2 separate regions of the Mus musculus genome follow, and region 2 is linked to region 1. The links are chromatin contacts, called in public Hi-C maps. All regions are on one chromosome and are shown on one strand. The core of a region is the stretch at or near the end of the contact, and the rest is flanking DNA. Distances in the headings are between cores, read along the strand shown. Region 1 has its middle 24 kb from the start of Chgb. Region 2 holds the start of Trmt6 (tRNA methyltransferase 6).

Region 1 (3,937 bases), core at 872-3,371:
AAAAAAAAAAAGCATGGCAGAAAGACCAAACATCCAGCATAGGGAAAAGTGTATGCAGAGTTCGTGTGAAACTACCCTGGAATGAACTTGAAGCATCCAGGCAGAGGAAGTCCTGTGTGGCCCTAGGATGGTTCCCAGAGGACAGAGTATAGATGAGTTTCACAAAAGCTGTAGCCTTGTAGTCCAGGACAACAGAGAATGATCTGAGGATTCAACGAGTGAGTAAGGATAGGTTGCAATACTTTTGGAAACCAAGAATTTGTTCAAGATAACATTTCTTCAGGCAGTGATGGCGCATACACCTTTATTCCCAGCACTTGGGAAGCAGAGGCAGGCAGATCTCTTGAGTTTGAGATCAGTCTGGTCTACAGAGCTAGTTCCAGGACAGTCAGGGCTATACAGAGAAACCCTGTCTCAAACAAACAAATAAACAACATTTCATGATCCTTGTCTAGGATCTGGAGAGCTGGATCACTGATTAAGAACACGTGTTACTGTTGCAGGAGACCTGGGTTTGGTTCCCAGCATCCACACTGGGTCACAACTCCTAGTAACTGCAGATTCTGCTAGGGGCTCTAATACTGTCATCTGACCTCTACATGCTCCAGGCAGATATGTGGTGCATTTCTTTATCTATATAATTATATAGATATATACAGACAAATACTCATATACATAAAATACAATAACTAAATGTAAAAAAATTAATAATGAATTATCTAAGTATCTAATGCTGAGATCTGCACCTCAATTTGCATGCAAAATATAAATTCCTTATGGATTAACTACTGAAATGGGAAAACAGCACTACGAAAGTTACAGATGACACTATAGGTTGCTGTTTTGTAACTGGCGTGAGAAGCTCTTCCTAAAACAGAGAGCAGTGCCAACAAGAAAAGATCAATAGTCCTGACAACATAAAAGTTGAGGCATGGGCTTCCACTTTTAGCCTCCTCTCTTTTCTCTTTCTGTGTCAGGAGTACTCCTGCAAATACAGTGAACATTCCTAAAAGCCACAAGGCTTTCTTCAAGAAGTGTGGCAGGCAGCAGACCCACAAAGAGACACGGTATAAGAAGGGCAAGGACCAGTCATCTGTCGGGGAAAGTGGTGCTAGGACAGGAACCAGAGTCACTCCATGTTTCTGCAAAAAGGCTAAAGCCACAGAGAAGATAGCGTGAGGCTGGAGTGGGTTGAGCCCAGCTGCTGCTGCCAGAGACGCTGGCTATGAAACAGAGGCGAGCATTCCGAACTGGCAGGTGATGAAAGGATGCAGGTCACCACGTGATCCAGCTGTAAGCTGATTTTGCTATAAAGTCAGCAAAACCATGAGGATATAGTCACACACACACACACAAATTGAGGGACATAGTAAAAGAGAAGACAAAAAGAGTGTAAGGCCAGAAGGTATGGTGGACACCAAGAAAACCAGGCCTTCAATATCCTCATGACTGACGGACATAGGAACTCACAGAGAGTAAGGCAGCATGCATAACATCTATAGGAAGCTGCTCCAGTTGCGTCCTAGAGCTGAAGAGACACACGGCTCCATTCCTAACCCAGAAGTAATCTCCAACTGATAACCACTTACAATTGAAATTTTAATTTCTTCCACAGGAGTCTCACTGGGGAAACAAACTACTCTTAAGGCCAAACCACATGCCCAGCAGTAGAAGGCCAACAGGAAGCAAAGCAGCAGCGTCTTTGGAGGGCCCTTGTCTCATAATATTGTTCAGGGATTTTTTAAAAAAAAATTATCTTATTGTTTTTAATTTTTATTTTACTTATATATTAACTTTCTCCTCTCTTTTTACCCTCCAGGTCCTTTGCATATCTAGAATGGCTCCCAGTTTAGTGTTTTCATAGGACTCCTGGGTGTGTGAATGTGTGGGTCTCTGTTTCTTGAGCCGTTCTCTCTCTCAGAAGATAGGCTTGTGGACCAGGGCCCATCTGCTTGCATGAAGTGTGTTGGCCTCATTCTCTCTTTATCCTTAAATCCCTGGTTGCTGTGCATCACAGATAGTACTTTACCAAGAAGCCTCGAGGCATTCCAAGCAAATCTTTCTCCCTGCTGTCTCTGTGGGTGGTGCATTCGCAGAAGACACAAGACAGCATCCGTGCCCACTCCCTGCTTTTCTTCAGCCTTGGAGCCTACTGGCAGGTGCCTGGAACTCCCTGGGTTAGCTCATGAGACTGTAATTCTTGCATATTAAATTGTGAGAATCTTCCGGTTGCCTGCACAAGTCCCACTCCCCTCCCATGAGATCTTCAGTGCCTGCTGCAAGGCTCTAAAGGAGCTGTGGGAACATTTTGGTGTAAAATGTGCTGTTATTCCTGCAAGGATGCTATAGTGCCTGCCCCTCCCTCCCATCTAACATCCCCAGCCTACTATCTTTCCCCTTTCATATTCTGTCGTGGAGTTACAGGTCTATATATTAAAATAAGCAAACAAATAAATACCTGTGTACACAGCCAACCTACCAAGCTCTTCATTTAATCATAGTTTTCTCTGACCACCTCTTCTCTCTGCTTCCATTGTCTAAGTTTTCCAGTCTTTAAATTAGTGAACCATTGCTATGTCCCAGGCTTCATGAGACTTCTATCAATAGATGTTCAGTATATATGCATGCAAATAGTGCCTAAACTCTTCATAAACTATAGGATACCATGAAAGTGTTTCACACTTCCATATTCTCTTCTACCCAAGATATAGAGCCTACATATGAGAAAATTGCACACAACTGAAGGTACACAAACGAGTACAAAGCAAATGGAGAAATCTGACCAACATCATCTACAAATAGCAATATCCTAGCTGTGATACTATACTATAGCTTTGCATGACAACGTGGATAAGGTAAATGCTGTAAGAATTGCAGATATCTATGCAAGATATGCAGGATATATATCATTTCTCACAGCTGCGGATGATAATGCACTTAGAACAAAAATTTAAATTCCAGGTTAAAAAACTGAAGATGGTCAGAGTGGTGGCTCAGTAGGTAAAGCACTTGCCATGCAAGTCTGACTGTCTGAGTTTGAGCCCTGGAGTCCACATAAAGGTGAAAGGAGAGAACCTACTCCTTAAAGTCGCCCCTTGGTCCCTACACATGGCATAGCAGGAGTGCACCCGTACTAGTCCACATAAAGTAACAATAATACTACATAAGTGCAACTTAACAGTGAAGAGCCATGCATTAGGTAGCACTCACCAGCAATCGCAACACTCAGGAGTCTGAAGCAGGAAGGCAGAGAGTTCAACCTGGGCTACACAGACCCTATTTCAAAGGGAGTGGGGGGAGGGGCCCATATTCTGGAAGGATTGGCTAAGCAGCTGTTTGGTGACTACTCTTGTAGTTTTATTCGTCTGGCAGATCCACTAGTGCTGGACGCTTGGAGACGACCTTAGATGCAAGTCTACCCACTGGGGCCAGCTGTCGACCAGACAGACCATCATGCGGAGGGTGACTGGCAATTTCCAAGAGCATTCTCCACTCCCACTATACAAAACATTGTTTAAGACTCTACTTGCATCATATTTACCAATGCTTCATGAGCCAAAGTAAGGTACAGGGTCAAGTTCTGAGGCATTGTGACAAAGGACTATGCAAGAGAATGAATACAGAGACACAATTCATTGGAGGCCACTTTTGAAAGCACCTTTTATAAAGGATAGGAAGGACTTTTTCAAAACAAAACCCACAAATGCTTACATTTGCTTTTTTGTTTCAATGGCCACCACCTGTTTGGAATCTTTATCTGTCTAGGACCCGATCAGCTTCTCCCTGGCCCAGTTCTCTCATCTTCCTCCCTCCCTGTCGCCACTAACACACACAGGATCTTTCCAAATCACCCCCACAGAGGCCTCCCAAGTTCCTGAATGCCAACAAAATGAAGCATGACTCTAAGGCCAGGCTGGATCAAAGCCACTTACTCTCC
Region 2 (3,937 bases), core at 1,007-3,506, 58 kb after region 1:
TTATTTATTATTTGTTTATTTATTTAATGTGTATGAGTAAGCTGTAGCTGTACAGATAGCTGTGAACCATCATGTGGTTGCTGGGAATTGAATTTAGGACCTTTGCTTGCTGCAATCCCGCTCACTCCAGCCCTGCTCGCTCTTGTCCAAAGATTTGTTATTATATCTAAGTACACTGTAGCTGTCTTCAGACACACCAGTAGAGGGTGTCAGATCTCATTACGGATGGTTGTGAGCCACCATGTGGTTGCTGGGACTTGAACTCAGGACCTTCGGAAGAGCAATCAATGCTCTTAACCACCGAGCCATCTCTCCAGCCCGGCAAGATCTCTCTTGTTCACTGTTATATATGTCAGGCAAGCAGTCTCAAACTTCTATAGAGTCTCCTGTGTGTGCCTCCATCCTGCTGTAAGAACGCTGGGATTACAGATATGTACCATAGCACCTCATGCTTATGTGGTTAAGAGCTCTACCCTTTGAGTCATCTCCCCTCATTCATCAAATGCCACTTGAACTACATGTCCTCTGGAGGTGCTCCTGACTCCTAATTCTTACTCTTTGCTGGATTTCCAGTAACTAACATCTATTTTGTACCTCTTATCCTCATCCTTGAATCATGTTGGTGTTAATGAAACACTTTACGCCTCTGCCAGCCTATCTTATGTGCAAAGGTGTGTGTGGTGGGGGCCTGGGGGGCAAGCATCCAAACTGACAGGCCGGAAAGTGTGGGAGGCGATCTGATAAATAATGAAGCTGCCTGTTTCCTGGGAACGATTAAGAGTGGCAGAGAGCCATGATCTCTTTGGTGATAGGGAGTCCGGCTTGGGATGCAGCTGGGTTCAGTGGGTCATTTTCTAAATAAAACAAAAAATTAGGATCGTGGCTTCCTAAGAACAGGGATAGTAAAAAGAGCTTACAGCTGACTCTTTAGGGAGCTGGAGAAATGACCCAGCACTCGAGAGCACTTACTGCTCTTCCACAGGATCTGACTTTGGTTCCCAGCACCCAAGTTGTGTGGTTCCCAATTGGCTGTAACGCCAACTCCAGGAAATACAAAGCATTTGGCCACTGAGCGCACAGGAATTCACATACTCAAGCCCACAAAAACACACACACACACACACACACACACACACACACCTTAAAACAATACTAGGTCGTTTTTTTGTTGGTTTTTTTTTTTTTTTTTGAGACTGGATTTCTCTGTGTAGCCCATCAAACAAACTAATTAACAAAAAGAGTACCTTTTAGAACTAAAGATACAGTATGTCTCCTTGGTAACAAAAAGGATCATCTAACAAAACACATTATAAAAAGGACATTCAAATGGTTGTATCAGAACATGAAGCAAGCTGAGTGTGGTGAAGCAAACCTGTAATCCCACCACTTGGGAGGCAGGAAAGTGTTTGCTTCAGCGGGCCATCAGCAAGCACCAGTATGTATACTGGGCTTAAGCTGGCCATGTACCTTGTAGTAAGTTCTCTTTTCTTACAGTAGACAGATTTTTCCCACTGGGATCCAGAGAATAAGACTGCCTACCTGCAAGCCATACTATGTGTAAGAGATCTTTCTTATCTCCCTTTTCTCTTACTGAGGAAGTTGGATTTATGAAGAAAGTGGGGAGCTGGGAAGAGAGTCAGACATAAGAGATACGAATGTGAAAGGTTGGATAAATTCTGTAAGACTAGTGAGGCTCTTCCCCCGCCCCCCAAGAATCCTCGGGAAAGCACCCTCCTGAGTGGGAGTATCAAGAATGGAATTCTTGGGAAGAGAATTTGGCGCAGAAGGTAGAATAGAAAGTTGGGGAATGAAAGGTAGAGGCGAGTACTGTACCCGTAAGCCAAGGATGCGGCAGGATCCCGGTGGGAAGGCCTCAGTGATAGGAAGACCTGAGTGGTAGCAATAAGGGCTGGGGAGCGGGATTCAAAGAGCCAAGAATGGGGCACAGGAGGGAGTGATTATCCGGGTGGTGGTGCGCGCTGCCCAAGGCCAGCAACCAGACTCACTTTCTCCGCTGGACTTGCACTGCTTTGAACACATCTTCTCGCTTCAGCACCACGAAGTCACCGTCATGGATGCAGTGGTCCCCGAGAGGCGGGGGCGGTGAGCTCGGCTGCTCCGCAGCTGATGCCTCCATGGAAGCCAGGTAAATTTCAACCTCCGTTTTTGCTCCAGCCGCTAGGAGCCCGGCACGACCAGGAGGGACCTGCGTCTCCGCCGGCACCGCCCCCACGTGCTGCACGCCGCTTCCGCTTTCCGGTCCGGACCTCGGGACGGCTTCCGGAAGCCTGGCGACTTCCGTCTCTCTGAACTCTTTGATTGGCTACACTTCATCCCGCCCCCTAGTCGCGTGGCTTCCTTAAGCAGAAGCGCGTCATAGACGCGCCAAAAAAGAACTTCAAGCGAGGTCCGAGTTTGCCTTCTGGGCTTGTGCTCGGCCTTCCCCGCCCTGCGTCTGGCGTTCTGGCGCGCAGTGACGCGGGCACCGGGCGGCTCCGGAGACGGAGTGTCCGCGGAGCCCTGCGTGAGAGTGTATACGGCTTACGGCTCTGTCGCAGGCTCCGGGGCTCCTGAAAGCAGGACGCGAGGAAGACGGGGAGTCAGGGATTGCGTACGACTTTTCTCAGGCTGCTTCCCTATGTAGATGTTGGAATCGCCACCGTTCTCAGTATGTTATCCTGTTGGATCGATGTGGAACGTAGTGTTGCGATGGAATGTCTCATCCTGAGGATCCTGAAGACTTGAGCTTTTATCACAGGGCTATCACAAGCAACCTTGATTATTATTAGTTTGCATACTTGCGAATCTTTTATTTATTAAAACCTCTTAGGGTTAGAACAGGTTCTCCTAATGAATTACAGCACAGCGTATGAATCTATCAATAGTTTGTATCTGTGGGATAGGAATTTTTAAGTGGAGTTACTTTCTTTTGGAACAGTTTTAGGACAGCCTGCCACAGAAAGTAATACAGCGAAGATTGGGCTATGTTATTTCCCTAGTATCGTACTGGTGAGGATTATTTTCAGCCAATACTGCCCAATATTAGTTCCACACAGAAAACCGGTTCAAGTTAACTCCTTGATTTCTCTCTTGGTGGTTTGTTGAAAACTGGTATTGAATAAATGTCTATGGTGTACCTTAATCATGATGGAGATTAAAAGAATTAACTATACAACACATAAGGTTTATACTGCAGCATGGAACTTTGCAAGCCTAAGTGCTGGTCTTAAACACAGTACATTAATCCCCCCCTTACTATGTTAATACATTTTTTAGGAGTGCTCTTGACTTGTGGAAGACATGAGTGGTGCTTATAGAGGCAGAGGTTTTGGACGAGGAAGATTCCAAAGCTGGAAAAGAGGAAGAGGTGGTGGGAACTTCTCAGGAAGGTGGAGAGAAAGAGAAAACAGAGTTGACCTGAATGAAGCTTCAGGAAAGCACGCTTCTGGTACGTGCACGCAGGGATCGATATGTTTTCTCTCGGGAAAGAGACAATTCAAGGGCCGGTAGATGCCAGAGTAGGTAAGGGGGACTGCTGCCAAGTGAGGACCCTCAGGTCCCTGGAACCTACATGGTGGAAGGAGAAAACTGACTCCATAAGCTGCCCTCTGACCTCCACATATGCACTATGGCATGTGTGGGCCTACTAGTGTGCACAGGCAACATAATGTAAAAAGAAAAAAAAAATACAAGGAATGGAAATAATGATAATGCCTATTAATAATAATGCCTAGTAGATAGCAGGATAGTTTAACTCAGACTTCAGGTCTGAAGGTTAATATTTATAATTCTTATTGAAATATCTAATTTGGAGTCTATTAATAGACTCCTGTAAAAGGAGAAACTAGTTGGAGGGAAAACTAGCCAGTGCTTTGGTTTTTACTAACATCGTATTCTACGTTTTCAGCACAAGCCTCACAACCGTTACTTCAACAGT

What was found. Hi-C and Micro-C count contacts between places; a contact is called where the count stands out from the background.
Region 2: a Hi-C map of the N1E-115 cell line shows a contact between it and region 1, with 2.0 times the contacts expected there. The contact joins the promoter of Trmt6 here to the enhancer-like site in region 1. A contact is called at or near these places in 1 of 39 promoter capture datasets (macrophages), 1 of 484 Hi-C or Micro-C datasets (the N1E-115 cell line), 4 of 115 datasets of contacts at active chromatin or transcription factors (the 230-238 cell line and embryonic stem cells) and 3 of 9 other capture datasets (adipose tissue, liver and pancreatic islet).

What each region holds. Positions count from the first base shown.
Region 1 is chr2:132,756,015-132,759,951 of GRCm38.p6, forward strand. No RefSeq gene overlaps it. Among named protein-coding and RNA genes, the nearest start is that of Chgb, 24 kb to the right of the region's middle. Within about 2 kb of position 2,122, at least 16 of the 459 cell types and tissues checked have an H3K27ac peak or open chromatin away from gene starts, as enhancers often do. A contact at or near this core is called in the N1E-115 cell line, where this site is marked.
Region 2 is chr2:132,813,798-132,817,734 of GRCm38.p6, forward strand. It overlaps Trmt6 (tRNA methyltransferase 6), which reads right to left and starts at 2,257. Exons shown (of 11, transcript NM_175113.3): 1 at 2,007-2,257. The coding sequence starts at 2,137. It overlaps Mcm8 (minichromosome maintenance 8 homologous recombination repair factor), which reads left to right and starts at 2,344. Exons shown (of 19, transcript NM_001291054.1): 1 at 2,344-2,668; 2 at 3,277-3,448; 3 at 3,908-3,937. The coding sequence starts at 3,301.